Regions from separate parts of the Mus musculus genome. Here region 2 is linked to region 1. A link is a contact called in public HiChIP or PLAC-seq data. All regions are on one chromosome and are shown on one strand. The core of a region is the stretch at or near the end of the contact, and the rest is flanking DNA. Distances in the headings are between cores, read along the strand shown.

Region 1 (3,610 bases), core at 716-3,215:
AAGAGTGGTTCTTGGTGTGTGTGGGGTAAGGCACTGTCCACTGGAGAGGAGTTCTGACTGTGGGGAGAGGGGGGTTAGCTTAGAGCTGCTGGTACCTATGGTGGAGTGCAGATGACAACCCCGGGTTCCCTCCTCAGTGCCTTTCACTAGCTCTGCACCCGAAGGCAGAGGACTTAACCTTTCTTATCAACTGTTTCCTTGGCCAAAAAATTAGATAGCTATTCTCGGAGAGTTAGGACTATGTACCATGGAAGCACTTTAACATGCCAAGTTCTAATATGAGAAAAATTGAGGTGCAGATATTAATTTGCCCATATTCACATACCAAAGCCATAACCCCAGGTTCTTACTTGAGCTTATAGGGATTTGTAGAGGTTGGCAGCCACATGTCCCTGGCTCTCTGCTTCTGCCACATGCAGATCAGACAGGGGCCAGTGTGACACTGTGGTGGACGGAGCCCTGGCCCCTTGGGAAGAGGCTCCATGGAGAAGGCTACACCAAGTGTAGCTATGCCTGTCTGCAGAGTTAAGGTTGTCATCCCTATCTAATGGGTGGAGGTCATCAGTGGGCATCTCTGATAGGTTAAGGCCATTGCTGGGCATTTGTGACTGGCTTAGATGATTGCTCATCATTAAGACTAACCCTGTCCCTGTTTCCTTTTGTTCTATTACAGTTCCCAAGCCAGGTAAGTCCTTTCTTCAGTCAAGGTCATTCCCAAGGGACCACATGAGGTCCCAGCTGATCCCTGGGCCATCCCAGAAGGCATACTGCATCCACAGCTAGCCAGAGGGTGACATCATCAGTGTAGCCTGGTACAAGCCATAGCTGACAGGGCCTGGGCTGGGGGTGTGGGGCCCCTGCCCAGACTCACTGTGCTCTGTTAGTTGCAGACTACATTCCCCTGTGGGTGTATGGCCTCATCACACTCATCGCCATTCTGCTGGTGGGATCTGTCATCGTGCTGATCATCTGTATGACCTGGAGGCTTTCTGGTAAGGACTACGCCGTTGCTTCCCCGTTCCCTCAGGCTTCTCTCTGGCAAAGTGGCAGTCATCATGATACAGGCACCATAAGGCTGTGGTGAGGATTGAAGGGGGTGATGAATGAGGGGTCTTTCCTCAGAGCCAGGCGCATGGCATTTGCTCAAGGCTGTCCACTACAGTGAAATTTTGTAAAAGTTAGTATTTCTAAAGTCAGCAGGTTGGAAGGACCTAGTGTGGAATTTCCCTGCATCAGCCATGATCAGTCAAACAGCAGCCTACACAACTTCATCCCCAAGTCCCCAGCCTTTGCCTCTGAGGTCAGAGAGGAATCTGAGGGACAGCAGGGTGTGGCTGAAAGGAGCAGACCCTGAACTCACAAGGGAAGACCCTCACTCTCCACCAGCTTTGTAGTCACAGGAGACCTAATCTTAGATTCCATTTCCTCTTCTGTAAAAGAGGACACTCGGACCTCCACGAGTCTAGAGTAACCCTGCTCATTCCCTGTCTACTCCTGCCCTGGCTGAGTTTTAACAGGGAGAAGGTGTGTTGCCTAGGCTGACCCTGTCCTGTGCTAGAATGGATCTTTGGTCCTCTGGGAAACCTGCCTCCACACTTGCTGATGTTCATCCATATCATGGTTTATCTTGAATTGTGGGGTCCACAGATTCTGGGAAGGGTCACATGACATTCCGTGTGATGTCGAAGTGTGTCCAGCTGCTATTACATTTTCTACGGCTTCCTCGAGTGTCCCCACCACAGGGAAGAGAAAAGGAGAAAACTCACTCACTAGTCATTGGAGTATCTTTGACAATCCTGAGCAAAGGCCCAAAGAACAGGGACTGAAATTAAGAGTCTAAATCACTTCTTTAGGAACTGAGATGTAACTCAGGGGTAGAGCCCTTGCCCAATATGCCCAAGGCCCTGGTTTCCCTCCCGGTCACTGTCATCCAAGGAGAGCAATTACTTAAGAGTCTAGTTCCCTTTCTTTACTTCAAGGACACCAGGAGGAGGAAATGTCGAAAGGACCATGGGGGCTGCTGCTGTCAGGAAGTGTTGTAAGATGTCTGCTTCCTGCATGGACTGCCCTTCCCTCCAGTGGAGTCTGCTCATAGAGGCTTGAGTGGCAGGACTGCAGAAAGGGGCCAGGGAGTCCACCCCAGCTCAGGTCTGTGGCTCCCAGCCTGGAGAAGCCACAGAAGAATCCAGACCCTAGCTGACTGAAGGGCCCAGCACTTCGCACATAACCTTGAGAATGTCCCTCCATAGCCCCACTCCTCAGAAACAATGGGGTGTCAGAGGCATCAGTCCCTGTTCACCTAGCTTACTGGAGCAGCTGACCCAGGGCTCACACCTACACAGCCACAAGACCTGTTCTCTGCAGAGGCCCAGAAATGTCTAGTGGTCACTGGCTGGTGTTGCTCCCCTTGTCCACCTGTATCATTAAGCAGCCGTCCATCAGACATCTGTGAGCCCTTCAGTTGTTGTTTCTCTTTGGAATAAGCCGCTCCATAGATTTCTTTTCCTTGCAGGCGCCGATCAAGAGAAACATGGTGATGACTCCAAAATCAATGGTCAGTAGCGCATGCTCTGTGGGGTCTGCCTGCTTTCTGAAGCCTGCTGGGTTCCTGGGGTAGATAGATCTGTTGTGTCTCTGGTCAAACTCCTGAGTCCTTTCAGAAGGCCCTATCCTTACGTAGGACACAAGTCTCCACCTCATACAGAGAGGGCTTTGGGATGCTCCAAACATCCTTCTTAATTTAATTGCTTAGACAAAGAAGAGAAGGTGAACATTTTTCAGGGAAAACCCTTCCTGAATGGGCGTTTCTCTTCCATGGGCATTGTACCTTTAATTCTTCTGATTTATTTTGATTTATGAGGTCCCACTATGCAGCCTTGGCTGGCCTGCAACTTTCTATGTAGATCAGGCATAGAGAACTCCTGCCTCTGCCTCCCGAGTGCTGGGATTAAAGGGGTGCACCACTATGTCTGGCTTTCTACCCCTTTTTCATTTAAAATGATGAAAATATCAGCCAAAGACCAGCTGGCGCTATGTGGAGGAGACTGGAGGCAGCGAGGAGGGAGGGAGACTGGTTCCTGCTCACACAGGGCCCACACTGCTTCCTCATATATCACAAGGCAACATAGCAGCATCTGGTCTACCAGAAGGCTGTTTGCCGAAGGTAGAAAGTCAGACTCTGCCTTCAGTGCAGGTAGTTCACAGGCTGACTCTGGAGCCGTGGTCCTCAACCTTCCTAATGCTGTGACCCTTTAATACAGTTCCTCATATTGTGGTGACCCCAACCATAAAATTATGTTTGTTGTTACTTCATAATTATAACTCTGCTACTGTAATTCATGACATAAATATCTGATATGCAGGCTATCTGATATACAATCCTGTGAAAGGGCCGTTCAACCCCCGAAGGGTTAAGAACCGCTACTCTAGAGAGCAATGCCCAGGTCCAGTCCTTGGCATGAGGATCAGCACACGTTTCTTTGTCTCTTCCAGGCATCTTGCCCGTAGCAGACCTGACTCCCCCACCCCTGAGGCCCAGGAAGGTCTGGATCGTCTACTCGGCCGACCACCCCCTCTATGTGGAGGTGGTCCTAAAGTTCGCCCAGTTCCT
Region 2 (3,610 bases), core at 466-2,965, 480 kb after region 1:
AGAACAGCAGACCCTGGAGCCCCTTGTGTCTGTTCCTTGTTGGATCCCAGTTTGTCGAAATGTGTGGTGACTTGGCCCTCCTCAGCCACGGCAGCCCCTTCCTTCCTCTCTGTTCCTGCCACTGAACACTTAGCATGGAATGGAAGACATGTCCTGACACTGGGCAAACCTGCTTTTTCAGAACTAGACCCAGTGAAGGGAACCAAACCAGCACAAATCACGGTTTTTTAGAGGAAGTACCAGTGTTTGGGCAACCATTGAAACCTCTCCAGTTCACACACTGACCAGAGTTGCTCAAAGCCTTGGCCGGTTTCCTTTGCTTTTGTGGTCTTCTCATGGGTCACATAAAGTGCCTAAAGGTCCCTGTGGATGCAGGCAATCGGAATCTGGTGGCACCCAGGACAGGAGGACGCTAAGGGTGGCACATTGGGGGACCTGCACAGGATACCACATGCATGCTGGCTGGGCACACACTTGCTGCTTTTAGCTCTGAGCACGGGCATCATGCCTGCTCAGTTCCTCTCCCCTGCATAGCCGACTGTGAGTTAAGTCGTCATGCAGAACGGGCCAGTTTAAAAAGGTAAAGTACAGATGTGGTCCCCAGGGTCCTACACTGACACACTTCAAGAGCCATGCCGACACCTGTCTGCAAGGGATCCACAGCAGCCCCTTATTAATGCACTCCCTGCTGCGACTGGTGCCAACCTGGCAGTGGCAGTGACAGGGAAGACAAGCATGACACACTCTGGGTCACCTGGGAAAGTAGGGTCAAGAGCATGGCTCGCTGGCAATGGAACTGTGTCAGGGCTACCAAGCAGGATAAGGGGGCTCGTAGAGGGCAGGACAGACCCTAGTGGGCCTCAGTGGTGAAGGAGTAGTTGGGCAGGCTGCTCATAAGAACCAGATGGAAGCAAAAGGAAGTTACTTCTTGTTGTCAGGGCTTTAGATGGCTAGGAAAACCTAGATTGGGCTGGAGAGATAAGCCTGTTCGTAAAATACATGTTTTGCAAGCATGAAGACTTGAGAGTGAGCTATAAACCCCGTATAAAAAGCCAGGCTTGGTGGGGTGTGCCTGTAATCTTACAGCTAGGGAGGAGGTGGAAACAGGTGGATCCTGACCCCCAAGATTTGCTGTCCAGACAGCCAGTCTAGCCTACATGGTGAACTCTTTATCATACATACATACATACATACATACATACATACATACATACATACATACAAACAAGTAGACAGACACATGAGGAGTGACACTCAAGGTTGTTCTTTTAGCTTCTCACATGCATGTTAAATGCATGTGCTTGCACACACATGAATAGAAACATATAACCCCTAAATAATTTGATTTTGTATAATAAACATTTGAGTAAAATCAAGGTTTTGGTTTTCATTGTGCACGTGTCGCTATGGAAACTAAACCCAGGCACTTGTTTTCTCAAGTGCTGACTCAGGCCTTGGGTCTGTGAAACAGGAAGAAGCCTGGCTTCCTCCTATACCACACTGTGGCCAGAGGCTTCCTTCTCCAGGCAAGCTAAAGCCCAGATTCCTAAAACAGCAAGCCCGTGGAGATCTTATGTGACAGGTGGACTCCACAGGGACAAGATGACTCCTTGTGGTCACAGGGAATGCTGAAGACAAGCAGGACCAGGGCAGTGGCAAATGTGGGCCCCTTGCTCCTGATTCTTCTAATTTTGAGGGGTTTCAAACCCAGCAACACTGAAGGATGAAGCCAGTGGTGCCAGAACACCCTTTACCTCGACTTCCAGATGGTACAGTACCATGTGAGCCTGAGGGCACAGTCTTTACATAGCACCTTCTTTCACTGAGTTGTTTAGAGGTCAGAGACCCAGTCTCTAGAAGCTCCAGCATGGATTTCCTCCTCCACAGGAGAGACACATCTTCCCAATAGTCACAGGAGTGTCACCTACTAGCAACCTGACATCCATTTGACGATGGCATTTAAAAAATACGTATTGTGCTTGCATTCACCACTAGATGTCACAGAGGTTGCAAACCATTCTCTACAGTTTTGTGGATGCATTGTCTTGGCCTGTCCCCCACTGAGGTTCCATGTTTGCTCCCCTCTCCCTCCTTTTGTTTTCTTGAGACAGGATCTTGCTTGTATATATCCCCAGAACTCACTAGGTAGCCCAGGCTGGCCCTGAACTTGTGCAATCCTGCCTCTGCCTCCAGACTGTTAGGGTCGCATGGAGTCACCACACCCAGTAGGTTCCATATTTTAATACCCTGTCCTGCCCTCGTTCAGTGAGATACAACGCCATCCTAAGAGGCATGTTTGCCACTGCCTCTGGTCCTCAGCATTCCCTATGTGACCACCAAGGAATGATCCTGTCCCCGTGGAATACACCCAGTACATAAGGCGTCCAGGCCCTTGCTGTTCTAGGAATCTGTGACTGGCTTGTTCACACTGCTAGGAAATAAGTTCCTCTGCTCTTCCTGGCTATGGTCACTGGGTGGTTATACCAGCATGATGGATCCTGCATAGCCAACTGGGAGCATCTGGCACTCCCCACTGTGGTAAGATGATTCATTACCTCATGGAGAAGCAGTGTGACCTGACCACAAAGGCACACAGAGATAGAAGATTTGACCACTGTGACTGACACAAACTGTCTTCACATGAGCACACTCACCATGGAAGCAAAGGGGACTTTGGGCCACACGATCCTTTACTCGGGCTCCTTCAGGCTTCCTAAGACAGTACCTGAGCCCAGTATAGGGATGGGCTTTGAACCTCATGTGCATGCACACACCCCACCTTTGTGCCAATGTCACTCACTGCCTGGAAGACCTCAGCAGGCACACCCAGTAGCAACACAGTGCACTGAGTCCCCATAAAGAGCACACAGTCCCAGTCCTACACTTGGAGTCCTGATGCAACAAACGAGGCCTGGGTGCAGGCGATGGAAGACGAGAGGTCTGTGGTTCTTGGTGACTAGGACAGCAGATAAAGAGCTATCATTATGCCCAGGGAGACGAGACAGATGAATGGAGAACAAGATAAGAATGAACTAATTTTTTCTAGTCTGTTGAGTTAAAAGAGGAACCGAGTCAGGCTGGAGGATGGGGCTGTAACAGGAAGACACCATCTCAGTGAAACACACACATATTAGGTGCAGAACTACCACAGCCTGCCCTGGTTGGTTTACAGTTCGAGGCTGTTGGCCGAGGGGGTGACTTAAGGCCAAGCCTTGAGAAGCCATGTCAAAAAGGTACATGAGGGGGTTGGTCCCTGAGAGACTGCCCATGCCCCAGTGGATAACCCATACACAAAACTTCTGATTAATGCTGCTTCAGGGTCAATTCTTAAACAAAGTTCTACTTAACAAATTGCCAGAGAGTGAGCATCACCAGGCCTTCCCCTGATGGAGCCACCTGGCCTACCCCCTCCATGCCTAGTGCCGTGTCCATACTTGCATGACTCAAGTAGTACTCCAAGTAGTACTCAGCTCTTCTCCCATTGGCCCTGACAGACTCTGCTCATGGTGTAAACGTTCAGGGAAGGCTGCTAACTGACAGTGTACCCTGGCTTCTTCAGACCGAGGCAATACCCCCAGCTGCTGATTTCAAAGGCCAGAGAAACCTCTCT

The links. HiChIP or PLAC-seq counts read pairs in DNA pulled down with a chosen protein or histone mark.
Region 2: a contact with region 1 is called in an H3K27ac HiChIP or PLAC-seq map of microglia, with 4 times the contacts expected there. The contact joins two enhancer-like sites. A contact is called at or near these places in 1 of 39 promoter capture datasets (liver) and 1 of 115 datasets of contacts at active chromatin or transcription factors (microglia).

The regions. Positions count from the first base shown.
Region 1 is chr6:120,477,491-120,481,100 of GRCm38.p6, forward strand. It overlaps Il17ra (interleukin 17 receptor A), which reads left to right. Exons shown (of 13, transcript NM_008359.2): 10 at 674-685; 11 at 885-992; 12 at 2,513-2,554; 13 at 3,493-3,610. Among named protein-coding and RNA genes, the nearest start is that of Tmem121b, 15 kb to the right of the region's middle. Within about 2 kb of position 1,966, at least 34 of the 459 cell types and tissues checked have an H3K27ac peak or open chromatin away from gene starts, as enhancers often do. A contact at or near this core is called in microglia, where this site is marked.
Region 2 is chr6:120,953,911-120,957,520 of GRCm38.p6, forward strand. All of the region lies in intron 27 of Mical3 (microtubule associated monooxygenase, calponin and LIM domain containing 3), which reads right to left. Among named protein-coding and RNA genes, the nearest start is that of Gm43915, 3.1 kb to the right of the region's middle. Within about 2 kb of position 1,716, at least 77 of the 459 cell types and tissues checked have an H3K27ac peak or open chromatin away from gene starts, as enhancers often do. A contact at or near this core is called in microglia, where this site is marked.